2 separate regions of the Mus musculus genome follow, and region 1 is linked to region 2. Evidence: chromatin contacts called from public HiChIP or PLAC-seq data. All regions are on one chromosome and are shown on one strand. Each heading gives the region's core, a stretch centred on a gene start, on an enhancer-like site or on the middle of the called end of the contact. The rest is flanking DNA. Distances are from core to core; before and after follow the strand shown.

The links. HiChIP or PLAC-seq counts read pairs in DNA pulled down with a chosen protein or histone mark.
Region 1: a contact with region 2 is called in an H3K4me3 HiChIP or PLAC-seq map of the SCID.adh cell line, with 11 read pairs. The contact joins two enhancer-like sites. A contact is called at or near these places in 1 of 39 promoter capture datasets (hippocampal neurons), 2 of 15 datasets of contacts at CTCF or cohesin (large pre-B cells and pro-B cells), 33 of 484 Hi-C or Micro-C datasets (B cells, DN3 thymocytes, the HL-1 cell line and 18 more), 7 of 115 datasets of contacts at active chromatin or transcription factors (the SCID.adh cell line, embryonic stem cells, extraembryonic endoderm stem cells and 4 more) and 1 of 9 other capture datasets (adipose tissue).

Annotation. Positions count from the first base shown.
Region 1 is chr9:103,703,288-103,710,437 of GRCm38.p6, forward strand. The region is part of intron 2 of Tmem108 (transmembrane protein 108); the gene reads right to left. Among named protein-coding and RNA genes, the nearest start is that of Gm46129, 14 kb to the right of the region's middle. Within about 2 kb of position 5,409, at least 55 of the 459 cell types and tissues checked have an H3K27ac peak or open chromatin away from gene starts, as enhancers often do. A contact at or near this core is called in the SCID.adh cell line, where this site is marked.
Region 2 is chr9:103,623,830-103,630,615 of GRCm38.p6, forward strand. The region is part of intron 2 of Tmem108 (transmembrane protein 108); the gene reads right to left. Among named protein-coding and RNA genes, the nearest start is that of Gm32682, 54 kb to the left of the region's middle. Within about 2 kb of position 5,537, at least 13 of the 459 cell types and tissues checked have an H3K27ac peak or open chromatin away from gene starts, as enhancers often do. A contact at or near this core is called in the SCID.adh cell line, where this site is marked.

The sequences.
Region 1 (7,150 bases), core at 4,159-6,658, 79 kb after region 2:
AAAAATTAATTCAAAATCGAACGCATACCGAATCGGAGGTATTTATGGGAGCACCCATCTGTGCGGGATCACACAGCTTCACTGCAGCCTTAGCCGTGCACGCGCAGGAAGCAGTTTGTACTGCTCAGGCTGTCGTAACACCCGATGCCCAAGAACAATGTCTGAAACAACACAGGTCACATTAAGGCCACTGTATGCGATGAACTGCAGTGTTTTGGTTGTATTTTCCTGGCTGGTATTTATGTCAACTTGACACAAGTTAGTGGCCTGAGAGGTGGGAGTCTCAATTGAGAAACTGCTTCCATAAGACTGGGCTGTAGCTAGGTAAGATTATAGGTCTTTTTCTTATTTAGTGAACCATGTGGAAGGGCCCACCCCAAAGTAAGTGGTGGCACCCCCTGGGCAGTGTTCCTCCCGAGTTGTTTGAAAGCAGGCTGGGCAAGCCAGTAGGCGGCCCTCCTCCACAGCTTCTGCATCAGTTCGTGGCTCTGTCTGTTTCTGCTTTGATTGCCCTGACTTTTGAGGGTGAACAATGAGATGGAATTATAGCTAAAAACAAACCCTCTTCTCCCCAAGTAGCTTTTGGTCCTCCTGTTTCATCACAGAAAAAAACAACTCTAACTAACAGTATTTTAATTCTTAAATACTGTATCACTCCTCAACATGTATCAAATTAGCGTGTCTCTGGATTGCCTTGAGTCCTGGGATCAGAGGAAAGCCACCCTGCTCACTCAGCATTGCCAGGGTGCTGGGGGTCCAGACTCTGATCCTTAATGCCTGTGTGACAAGTCTTTACCCATTAGGCCATTTCTCCAGCCCCCAAGATTTAATTCTTAGGTAAAAATAAATAGCACACCCACCCATCACTAGTATGCAAATTTTCTTTCCTTAACAAATAGCAAAATAATATTTATACCAAAGAATTGTTTCAAAATAAGTTTTTTTATGAGTTATTAGTAAATATCTGTGTACCTACTTTATATACTTATAGCTCCCTGGGTTATAAAAATCTTTTAGGGTGATGCAAAGGAGTTACATTGGAAAAAATTTAAGAAACTCTTCTAGAAAGTATAGAAGAAAACACCAGTGGGTGAATAATCCATGTGTATGTATTTACCATGCTTAAAATATTTGCATCCTGTTCCCTGTTCCCAACACAGTGCTGGCCACTTAGAGACACACAGTGTAGAGCCAGATAAAAATAAATGCAAAATATTAAAAATGAAGCAAGAGAATGTGTGTACACATATACATAGAATGAATACATTCCCAGATACGGATGCCCGAACTCAAATGCTAACCAAGGAGAATCTTGGTAATGAGGAGAGACGGTGGGAGACTCTTCAGCTCAAAAGGAATCAGGGTAAAGACGCAGACAAGGAAAGTCAGGCGCTACAGCCAGAGTCCTGGGTTCAAACACCAGCACTGCTGCTTCCTGTACATTGTGAACAAATCATTTAAACTCTGAGTTTCAATCTCCCCAATGTAAACATGAGACTGCTCCCTGCTAAGATCCTGACCTCAAGATGGAGATTGGCCCAGTGGTAAGAGGATCACATATTCTGCCCAATATATACACAGCTTTACCTTATATTTGGAAAGTCAGACTGCAGTGCCATCCCAAAGCTCAGACGATCTTAATTATCTGGGGACTATGCATCAGATGAGCAAGGAATGAGCACGTATCCATGATCCCAGCTCCACGTGTCCACGATCCCAGCTCCATGTATGTGTTCATGATCCCAGTTCCACGTGCCATGATCCCAGACCTACTCGTCAGGAAATCAGAGCCAAGCTGGGCAGCCAAGCCAGAGAAGTGAGAAAGGTCTACGGCCTGATTTCAAATCCTTCCACCCTGTGAGATACCTTAACAAGAGTTTATCAAAAATATGTTTCCTAGACCTGAGGCATTGGTCTCACCCAGGAATGTTTGGTAGGACAAATTCTGGGGGCTCTGAGGCACACTTCCTAAGTCAGGAACTCCGAGGACAACTGGGCTGTCATAATTCTGCTCAGGAGGCAGAGCCTTACCCCAACATCTGTACTCAGACAGAGTTTAGAAAAGGTCTCCTTTAATTAAAGAATCCTAGGGTCCTTCAGGCCCTGCTGGGCCACAGTTCACACCATCCTCTGGTGTCACACCATCAGATGCGGATGATCCAGCAACTGAGCATTGCTTCAGTCCCCTGGGGGTACCGACCAGTTCCCAATCCAGAAAACATCCCAAGCACGCCTATCAATGGATGTGTAACTGATGGATGGACAGCAGCAGAGGCTATAATCCTCAGAAAATAAACCAGCGCAGTTGAGGGTGGAAACAAGGCCCATGGTGGGCAGACTGGGGAGAAACACTTCCCTTCAAATATGTAGGGCTTTTTCCTTGTTGTCATGGTATCTGCTTGGTCTCAGAAGTTGTAGCTACATTCTCAAACAGCGACTATTCCTGGTGACCACTTCCCTTCCCAACCTCATCCCTACATCATCTTAGATGGCACAGGGTTTTTTTTTTTGTTTGTTTGTTTTTTATTTTTTTAAGATTCATTTTATATCTTTAACAACTATGAGCACGCATGGATTTGTGAGTGCAGGTGACTGTGGAGGTCAGAAGAGGGCGGTAGAGTGCAGTCCCTGGAGCTGGAGTTACGGGTGAGTGGATGTGAGTGGATGTGAGTGGCCCCACATGGGTGCTAGGAACCAAACTTGTGCCCTCTGTGAGAGCAGTGAAGGTCTTAGTCTCTGAGTCACCTCTTAAGCCCCATAGAGTGTGATATTCCATTATGATATCTTGGCCTCTTCAGGTTCTTCCTTCTCAGGAACTTCTTTACATGGCTATCTGATTGGAAGGAAGAAAAAGACAGGAAGAAAAACAATCCAGACAAACTAGTTAAGCATGGTTAAAAAAATAAAAGAAAGAAATTACGGCAGAAGATAAAATACAGAAGGCATGATTAATTAGTGGGTGTCAGGGGTCTATAAAGTTCCTGTCTCCACTTACCAATCCTGAAAAGAAAACCTATAATAAGTACAAACTGCAATTGCCAAAGACTACATGTGCACATTTGTAGGTGTGTGCATGCATATTCAGGCACTCCTGTGCACACGTGCATGTGCATGCGTGCACACAGAGGCACACACACAAGTTGAAGTTCTATCAGAACAAAGCATTCCTGTGATCATTAGGCAGAAGTTGCAGTTCCTGCCAAGTGCAACAACACTATCCATCATAATTTATTAAAATTTCAATTATTAAGAACATAAGGCCCACCAAACAATGTCTACAGCACAGATTTAATTATTTGTGCACTATGAATCCACTCGAGGGCAGCCTTTCTAACTTTATTTCCCTACAATTCTTCAATTTCTTGGAAATTAAAAACATCTTACAATGACAAAAATAAATGCCTTCACAGAGACTCTGGACAGAAGTTAGCAAACAAATATTTACTGTGCCTAAGAGCAGAGCATAAAGCCTCCAAGGGTCATGCTTGTCTCTCACATCTGTCCTATCCTTAAAGATGGCGTCAGCCTGTCACTCCAGAGATTCAGGCCACCTCAGTTTTGATGAAGATGTTACAATATCACATGTCTAGCCCTAACAAGAATGTATCTTCAAAGACCCCTGCCCCACCAACTCTTCCTCATTTAATAGGAATCCAATGGGAAATTCCAAGACTTGCCAAGATCAGACAGCTCTCTTGGTCTAGTAAGAGCTAGCACTTTCCTACCTAGATGCTCAACCAACGTGCTTTCCTCTGTTCTGCTCTGTCTGTGAGGTCCAGGTGGAGTCAGTCAGGTTTGAGAGTCTGTGATCTGCCCCCATGACATAGCAAGGTTGTGTTCAGAGACAAAGTTCCTGTCAATCATCAGCCCTTAGGAGGGTCAAGCAGAATATAAAAGCTATATGGCCTCCTTAGGCCACTTTCCCCAGACTTCAAATTTCCCTTCACTAACAAGGAAAGCATGCCCTCCACCCATCCACTCTTGCGAAACAGCCGAGCCTTAGAAACTATAGCTGTTTGCTGACAGAGTTCTGGAGGAGCCTTCCAAGCCTAAAGTGCTCACAGGAGCTCTCCTAAACACCTTACTAAATCAGGACCCATCACTCTTTTGGCAAGCAATGTGACGTTGAGGTCTCGCTGGCAATATAATCCCCACCCTTTCACAGCTGGGCTCTGCATAAGGAGTGGAGAGACCTTCAGATCCGAGTCTCCTGCTACATACTGTCCCTGTAATGTATGGGCCTGACTGAAATCTGACCATCACAGACTCACTCGCCATTGGTGCTCTGTCCTGGTGGTAACCTCGGATCTCTTTTGGGCACTCCTGTGAGAGTTATTAGTTCTTAGTTTATTCTGTCAGTTAAACACAGGATTGCTCTATATGGTCCAGGCTAAACTCCAACCTGCAATGCCTCTGTCTTCACCTCTCAAGTGCTGAGATTAGGATTAGAGCCCTGTGTACCATCACATCCTGCTAGAAACATCACCTGATCTTATACACTCATGGCGGCCCTGTCTGAATGCTGACACTAGGTCACTCTACACAACTCAGAGAAAGATAAAATATGATTCCTGGAACTGCAAAAAAAAAAAAAAAGTCAATATATACATTAAGGTTTTCTGGCAAAGTAGGAAAGAAATACTCAGTATTGGGGGTTGGGAGGGAAGAGTTTAATTCCTCAGGGATGGCTCTCCAGATTCAAATCACATGGAATGTGGGACACCTGTAAACACTCCAGAAGCAAGAGCCTCTCCAGGGGTCTATTTTTCTAAGCACTCTACTGCTGTAAAGCTCTCAGTGCCTCTTCATACCTACAGAATAAAACACACAGCTCCTAGGCAGGCAGGCTTGTGATTTTAGCCATCAGTTCAACACTATTTAAATAAGACTGCCCACAGTCCACACTGCATTAGCCATTGACTTAGTGTGAAATAAATCAGGCCACAGTTTTGTGACTTTAAAGAATAAACCCTGACTGTGTGACCCAGAGGCTCTGGCGGAGGGAGCTGAGGGCGGTTGAAATGAGTGGTTCCAGCTCAGGGTCTCCAGTGGGTCTCCCATGCTGTACAGAGCTGCAGCTGTCCAAAGGTAGGCCTCTGCTTTGAAAAAAATTTCCAAGAATTCCCTGAGAGGATATGTCAGTGTCTTCAAGACAAGTAGTAATGCCTGCTGTGAACCAGTTACAATTATATAGCATGGTTTCTGCACTGCTCTACTGGCCAAGAAGGTCAATGCTACTCAGCAGGGGAGGACTCTAGAAAAGGGTGTGGCCACCAAGAGGTGGGGTTCTGAGCGCCCACACTGATGCTTGTAGTTCTGCCATGTTGCTTTCTTAGTAGGTGTGCCTCTCCTCTCCCCAGCGTGAGAGCTGTCGAGAGTGGCCTCAGTCCCTGCTGCTGCAGCACTGGAATTTGGTTTCCTCCAAGCCTTGGTCTTAGCTCTCACATCTGTACCACAGCTACTCTAGTCCTGACCACAAGACGTCACTGTGAGAACCAGACGAAACCCCGTAAAGGGAAGTACTTCGTACGTTGTGATTCCGTAAACGACTTCGCAGGAAGAACACCTGTTCTCCTGCATGAATGTTTATGAAGCTGTGTGGATGGAGAGCCCAAGCTTTTCAGTCTGGTCTCTGACTACACCGGGTGTATCCTTATGCGTCCTTTGCAAATTCCACATTGGTTTACCCGGCCGGCAGTCACCCCTGAAGGGCAGACTCTTCAGAACACTGAGAATAGACAGTAAAGATTTGACTAATGGAATGCCCAGCCTTCAGAAGCAACTTCACCTTCAACTCCTCCCCAGAGAAAGAACTCCCCTGACGCCCACACTGTCCATGAACAACACACACAGAGAAGGCTGACTTCTTTCTCATGTACCCAAAGCACCTGAAGTTCGTGGCAGAGAAAACAGATTAATATTCTCAAAAGTTCTTAAGTACTAAAAGCCAAAGGCTCTAGTCTAAATGATTTTTTTTTTAAACAAATGCCTGCCTGCCCAGCTTTTTCTTCTACCTAAGAAGAAAACATTTGTTTTCTTAGGTAACTGTGTAAAACAGTTAAAACACTCTGTGTAAAACACAGAGTAACTGTGTAAAAACAGACTTCTTAATGTTTTAATATTTATTTATTGAGTTGGGGTTCACACATGCTATGGTACATGGAGGTCATAGGACAACATCCAAGGCTCAGTTCTCTCTTTCTACCATGTGGGTCTTGGGGATCAAACTTGTGTTGCACCCTTGGCCACAGGTACTACCCACGGAGCCATCTCATTGGCCAATGATGCTAAAATTCAAAACATACACACACACACACACACACACACACTTGTGTGTTCTGTTAAGTCAACTACTTAATACAGATGCAGCTGTAAAGGACCTTTGTAGACAGTTAAAGCTAAGAATGAGTTGATGTTTGAGACAGTAACATTGTCAGGGGTGTGTGTGTCCCAACACCATTATCTGAGTCCTAAAAGCAAAATTACAGATGCATGAAGGGAGGGAATCCAGGAGGCGGCAGCAGGAGGAGAGCGGGTGAGACTAAAAGCATGACAGGAACTTAGCCTACCACTGCAGGCTGGGCAGATGGAGGAGGGAAAGCAATCCAAGGAATGTGGGCAGCTTCGAGAGGAGAATGACCCTGCTGACAGCTGGCAGGAAATGAGAATCTGGGTGTCCCAAACACAAGACACCAGATGCCTCCTGCCCATCTGGTGGATCTGTAAGTATGCCTTCACTTCACCCTAGTGAAATCTGCCCATTTGTACCAAGAAGTATGAATACAGCCATCAGCATAGAATGGGATGTGTGTCTGTGAGTGCAGGCAGGAGTAGGGGGAGAAAGAGAACAAGAGACACAGAAAGAGACAGAGACACAGAGAGAAAGAGAGAGACACTGAGAGAAAGAGAGACAGAGACACAGAGACACTGAGAGAAAGAGAGATAGAGACACGGAGAGAAAGAGACACAGACAAAAGACACAGAGAGAAAGAGACACAGAGAGAAAGAGACACTGAGAGAAAGAGAGACAGAGAGACAGAGACACAGAGAGAAAGAGAGATACACAGAGAGAGACAGAGAGAAAGAGAGACAGAGAGACAGAGACAGATAGACAGACAGACAGAGAGAGACAGAAACACAGACCTACATA
Region 2 (6,786 bases), core at 4,287-6,786:
TCTCAGTGTTCCCTCGCCATGCTTCACCAGGTGCTTGGAATGAGGACGACTCAAAGGGAGGCTCAGGGAAGGAAGGGTGTGTGGGGATCTGCAAAGACTAGAGCCGGACAAGGAACAGAAGCTACTGGCATCAGTTGCTGTAAAGGTGGGGTAGTCGTTCTTTCCATGACCTGCACCACGAGGGATCTTAGTTGAGTTTAGCTGGGGTTACAGCAAGGGCTACCCCTCGGAGTGCAGGGAAGACCCTTTCCTCGTCATGGACTATAGCCACCTGCAAGGAGAGAGGCTGGTGGAAGGTGACGGTGTGTATGGAAGGTGGCAGAGGTCGGTCTCATAAAACTGGCGCCTTGTGATATAACAGTGCTGCACTGGACCAAGTGAAATGGCGCCTTGACTCCCAGAGGACTGACAGTTTATCAGGGGGAGAGAGTATCTTATCAAAAGTCACTCGATAGCTAGACACTCAAGCTGTAGCCAGAGCACTCCAGAGGTGGAGACGGGAGGGTTAGGATGAGTCTTAGAGGTGGGGGAGCATAAGCTAAGGCTTTGGGCATTCAAACGGATTTCTGACAGGTGTATATGGAAGGATGTAAAAACCCAGAGGTAGGACAACGACGGTGACAAGGACGAAGATGCTGCTGCTGAGGCAGGTGTGTGATGTGTAAGTTTTGCACGTTCTATCACTGGCAGAAAAAAAAATTCCCACTACAGTACAATTTAGGACATAGTACATCTTCCTCTCCAGCTTCTGAGACAGAACTGCCCTTATCTGCTGGGGAAGGGTGGGATACAGGCTCAAGAGGTAAAGGCACATACAGAAGTAGCCAGTAGTTTAAAGATGGCTGCTGAGCCTCAAAATTCAATCTCCCCAAACCAATGCATCAAAAGAAATGCTTGCAAACCAGGAGATAGCTGGTGAGCCATTCACTATCCAATAGATTCTAAGAGCCTAACTCAACCACAGGACTCAGCATTGTCTCCATCCATGAAGAAACAGCATTAGATGTCAGCCACTAGGTGGTGCCAAATCCTAGTTCAGACCTGCATGGATATGGATACCTCTCTGCTGGTTCCTTCCCCAGACTGCTAATAGGTAGACCAGTTCTCTCTCCTTAAGCTACTACCATTTCAATAATGTAATGATATGGCTTATACCCGTGGCTTTTAAGATACAGTCCTTATACCACTGACATAAGGAAACTTACTAGAAATGCATATTATCAGGTTCTACTTAGAGCCAGAATCAGAAAATTCAGAGTGGGCTCCCAGCAATCAGCTTCAAGCCCTTCAAGATGTATAATAAACTGAAGTAGAGAACCCCCTGCTTTATTCACAATTGTCTCTGCCTTAGGATTATGGTACGGTAAGAGTTTTAATATATAATTGTGACCTTGGACAAGTCATTTACATCTCCACTTTGGAACAGATAGACCAGCTTCCAATGCTCACTCCAGCTGCAGCCTACTGTAATCCAGCAGTTCTCTAGTGGGCTAGTGCAGGCATTCAAGGATCTTGCTGGAAGCATCTAGCAAAGGGAATCTGTTTTCCAGTGGATGATTTAGAAATGTCACCTGTCTCCACGGTTCAACTTCCCGGGCTAGTGATGTTACTGCTCTTTGAGAAATTCCCAAGTATAAGGTAGAACTTAACAACACAGGGTTTGTGGCAGGTCAACCAACATGTGGTCGTCAGGCTGGACTACAAATGCATCTTTATCCACTGAACCATCTCCCAGCATCGAATTTACATTCGAAACACAGGCTGCTGGAACTGATCCAAATAGGTAAATCTGAGAACAACTACTTACAAAGAAACCTTCCTTTCAGAACCTGAAAGATTAACAGGGACAGTCAACATGGAGAGATAAGTCAAACATATTACCCATCTCTGCTGTGCAAGTCAGTGTCTAACATGGGATCGATAAGCTGGACAAAACAAACAATGGCCACAACTAATTACACCCAAGTCAGACTGGGCATGTGCCAGGAAGTTAGAAAACAAGTCATCTATTTGCCACAGCTGTCTGTCCTTAATCCACGGATACACACTGACATCTAGACACAGGCTTTTAAATCAAAATGTACATGGTAGGCAGTTTTTGTCTCTCCCTCCAACTGGGGGATATCTAATGCTCAGAATACTGGAACATAGTGGGTGTTTGGTGCCTGTTTGAATACATGCATGGGTGACTTGCTGTAAGACTGATGCAGGGGGCTGTCCAGTAAAAATTTCTGAGGTCATAGAAATATTACAGAAGTTGTATTGACCAAGACAGTAGCTACAAGTCACAGGCAGCTACTGACCACTTAAACCAGAAGCTAGTTTAACCAAGGATACAAGCTCCAAATTTTAAGTAGTTTCACTTTAAACACACTCTGATTCCTTACCACAATGAATCTAGTTGCACGGCTCCAGAAATGAGTTTGAAATTAAAGAAGAGATTTTATCTTTTATTTGGGGACCAGGTGGCATTGAATCCATAGACAGCATGGCTGGTGGGAGGAAGAGTCAGGTGACTGATGGGCATTTGGCCAGGGACAATAACCATTTTATTAGCCAAGAGCAAAGAAGAGCTCAGAACTTCCCTGGGCTGCACATGCGCCTCCCTTGCCTGAGCATACACTCAGGCTGTGACGGTCATCTAATCATTTTCATTTATTCAAGCATTTTCCAATCTGTTTCTGTATTTCTTTTGGAGGGGGCATCATACCAAAAACGGATCCTATGGGGTAGGTAACGCCCTGAGGTTCCTTGCTTGCTATGAAAGGCAAGAAGTCTTAAAGACAAGAAGGCTATACTGCAAAATGAGAGGATGAAATGGGAGCCGAAAGAAAGAAAGAAAGAAGTACATGTTTGTTTCTCCTCAAACAAGAGGATGCTGCTTGTCATGAAGGCTAAATATTATGCACTGCTTGGACATCTACAGGGCCTAAGTGCAGCTCCTTTCCTGTCTCTGCACCATGGGTAAGGCCTGATGGTCAAGCAGCTTGCTTACTAACAGGAACAGGCACACAGTTCCTCTATTACCAGTGGGGATATTTCCTCAGGCATCATGGGAGCCAGGGGCATCCTAGCCTCTTAGCATCTGGGAGCACAAACGCAGCCTCTGGGAGCACCTGCTGTTCATCTGTTTTCATGTATGATTCCCATGAGGTCCTGCATCACGTGCTGCGCTTCTACCCCAGGCTCTAAGCCAATGGGACTAAGCAGCTGCAGGGTTTGCCATCTACCTAGGATCAGTGTCATGGCTTTGGCCACCAACACACCTGTAACCTTCCCCTGCACTGGGGCAAGATGCAGGTGATTTCATTATTGAAGGCATTTTTATAAGGACCTCAGTAGATACTGATGGACCAGGTATCATTGACAGCTACTTAGTCTGACCCCGTCCTTCTGAGCTTCCATGATACTTCAGGGCCATGAGACCTGAAAGCGTTATTTACCAGGGACCTTTCTATCAGGATTCTGTTGGAGTCTCACAACTGGGGACATCTCCATGACTTAGGAAAGCTGCAACAGAGCAAAGACATTATTCTCCTGTAGCAGCTGAGGAAAGTCCAAGTCAAGACAAGGAAGGCTTAGCTCAGGCTCCTTTGAGCCCACCAGAGACCTGGAGGCGTGGCTGCTAGTGGCCCCTCCTCTACAGCGCTTCAATGCCCTGCTTTCTAAAACACTCTATGGTAGATACTTCTGTGTCCTGGTTCAGGCTTTCTTTCCTTTTCATCTCAGCCCTAACCACACAGTTCCACGTGAGCTTTAGCTCCCACTGGGCCTACAGCTGTCTACCTCAAGTGTGAACTACACATTTTCACTCTGGGTTTTAAGATTCCTCTAAAGCTGCAGGAGCCACGAGAGTTAAGCAGGCTTACATGTGCTGCTGAGAGACACATGAGGGTAATATCTCTGGGGCATTACTTGGCAGGTCAACCCTCCTACCCGCTATAATTTGTGAAGACAAAGCTAGGAGGTACCTCATGCTTCCCAGCAGATCCCGACAGAAGACAACTTCTACCTCTCCGATACAACTTCAGTAACGTATCTTTCTGTTGGCTGCTCCTCTTGCTCATTCTCTTGCTGTTCTCTGGGCTCACCTTCCAAATAAGTCCTTTGCCCCTTAATCCTGGCCTCAGGCTCTGCATTGAAAGGATCTAAATGAAGACAGAGGCCTTCCTGACCTCCCTCCCTCAGCTCTCCACAGGGTAGAGAAGTTCCATAAATTAATATGTCTCCTATCTGAAGAAGTTTCTGATTTTTCTGACCAAGTCATAACCAGTGTAGTTATGCATTAGTAGTCCATGCTGGATCACTGTAACTGTATTATCTGTATGTATGTGTATATATATATACATACATACATATCATATGTATATACATGCACACATATGCATGTATGTATATAAAATGTGTATATGTATGTGTGTATGTATGTATGCATGAGTGTGTGTGTATGTATGTATGTGTGTACATATACATATACATATATCTATCTATATAGTGTGTGTGTGCGCACACTCATGCATACATATGTATGTGTTCTGGATTAACAAGCATGATTTCATTATTTTATTTCTGCTAGGACGCATATATTGGTTTCGATGGAAGACATTACTAGCTGATTTTGCACTACCCATTCTCCAAATTTCACCTACAAACAAAATCCAAATCTTGATTAATCGGGAAGTATATTTGATCCAAATGTCAACTTATTAGTTCCTCCCTTCAGTAGAGAAGACACACGTCCGTCCACTGGGTCTCTCTAGGTAAATTTCAGTCACCTTGTGCTTTCCTCTTTCTGCTTACAACAATCAAATGGTGATAAACTCACCACCCTGCAGTGACAGGGATGCCAGGACCTGGGTCAGAGGAGGCTGCTGGGCCTCCCCAGGGTCCTGGGCCCCAGATCCGCTGCAGGAGTTCTGAATGCTGGTCTCCATCCACACTTCTCACTCGGGGAGGGTACACGCTTATTTTGTAAACCTGTCACTTGTCTGGAACACCACTGAGCGACATCCCCTCTCTGACACTCACAGCATTGATAGCTCTAACTTTAGAATGACTTGCTTTGAATGGATTCCCAGAAGGAAACTGCCACATCACAAAAAAAGGGAGTAAACATATGTTAATTTATGATCCATGCGGCTAAATTACTTTCCAAAAGAGACACATCAATCTATGCAGCCATGGCCTTTTCTGAAGCCTCGCATCGTGGACAGGAACCGTTTTTGTGTTTTCTAATTATCTTGCTAGCTGGTTTCCATTTTGATTAGTAATTTAATACACAGTAAGTTCCAAGCACATAGGCCACGGGGTGATAAAAGGCTCTGTGGGAATCCTACTCAAATGAACGCTGTCTTCTGACCACTGAGAAAAGAAACGCACACCTACTGGGATTGCATCAAGAATCAACAATCAAGACAGCCACTATTGTCTCCTGCAAGAACTGAACTGTCATCCTCACTAAACACTAGGGAAACAGAGAGAGGGGAGGACAGCAAACAGTGAGAAGATAATCTGTCAAAGGAGAGAGATTAGGCCAATAACCAACCAGCTGCCAACGTAGCTGCTGGACCCTCGAGAGGCAGAAGGAACAAAGGAGACATTCCTTTACCACTGCAATCAGGGAGCAAAGGACAGCATGGGTCATTTCCATCTGCCAACTCCAGAGCTACTGTGGTCTGTGAGAGAACGCCCTAGAGAAAGAAACTAAAGCAATGAAAGTGGAGAGAGGACTACTGGGCAACAGGTATGTTTGTCATGGTCAGCCATGCACTGTGTCTGTGGTTTAAAGCTCGGTCTCATCTTGTAACTGTGATCCTTTCTCCTCTTAGCTGACAGTTCTGAGGCCTTCCACTGACTCATCCCATACTGCAAGTATCATGGAAGAGATTCCTGAAGCACCATTAATTCCTGAAGAAATTCCTGCTAAGAAACATACCAGCTAGGTATTACACATCTGTAATCCTAGTATTTGAAGAGTGGACACACAGGAGGGCTGCTCCGAGTTTGAGGCCAACTTAGTCTATAGAGTGAATTCTAGGCCAGTCAAGGTTATAATGAGACTCCGTGTCAAACCATCAGAGACACAGAGTGCTCTGCTGGTGAGAAGAGGAAGGGCTTTGTCCTGATGGGTTGACAGAGTCCTAGGTGAAGAAGACAGCTGTGCTGAATCCCATACATCAGGTAGTGTGTATGCTAGTAAGGGATGCTCAGAAGAGAACCCGTAACTGGAGTGGAAAAAGAGTAGGCTGCAAAAATGAGGTTTTGAATTTTGTTCCAAGTCTTCCTCCTAGAGTGACAGAATTACACAGATCACTTAATTTTTGTCAGCCTCAGTTTTGTTTAGCTGTAAAAGTGTGCTTACTATCATTGTTCAGGGACCACTCACGGCAAGTATTGAATTAAGTAACCCACGTGGGGACATCTTATTAATTACAAAGAGGTAACTGTAATTGGTTTTCTTATTACGATTGCTTTGGTTGCTATTCCGTGCACATCATAAAAGATTTAAACGTTCAAATTTGTTCTTTACAGATTTAAGATCATATGTGAATTACACAGTTGATCAATAGTTTAAAAGACCTCCCTTATACTTTCTCTCTCTCTCTCTCTGCCTCTGCCTCTGCCTCTGCCTCTCCCTCTCTCCCTCTCTCCCTCTCTCTGCTCCTTCACTCTCTCAAACATTTTGTGTCCTGGGGTCAGATACTATATCTTACTATATCAGAGTATACTGCATTCAGGTGCGTAGCACCCATACAAGCCCCATAACCCAACACCAAGTGCTTACTA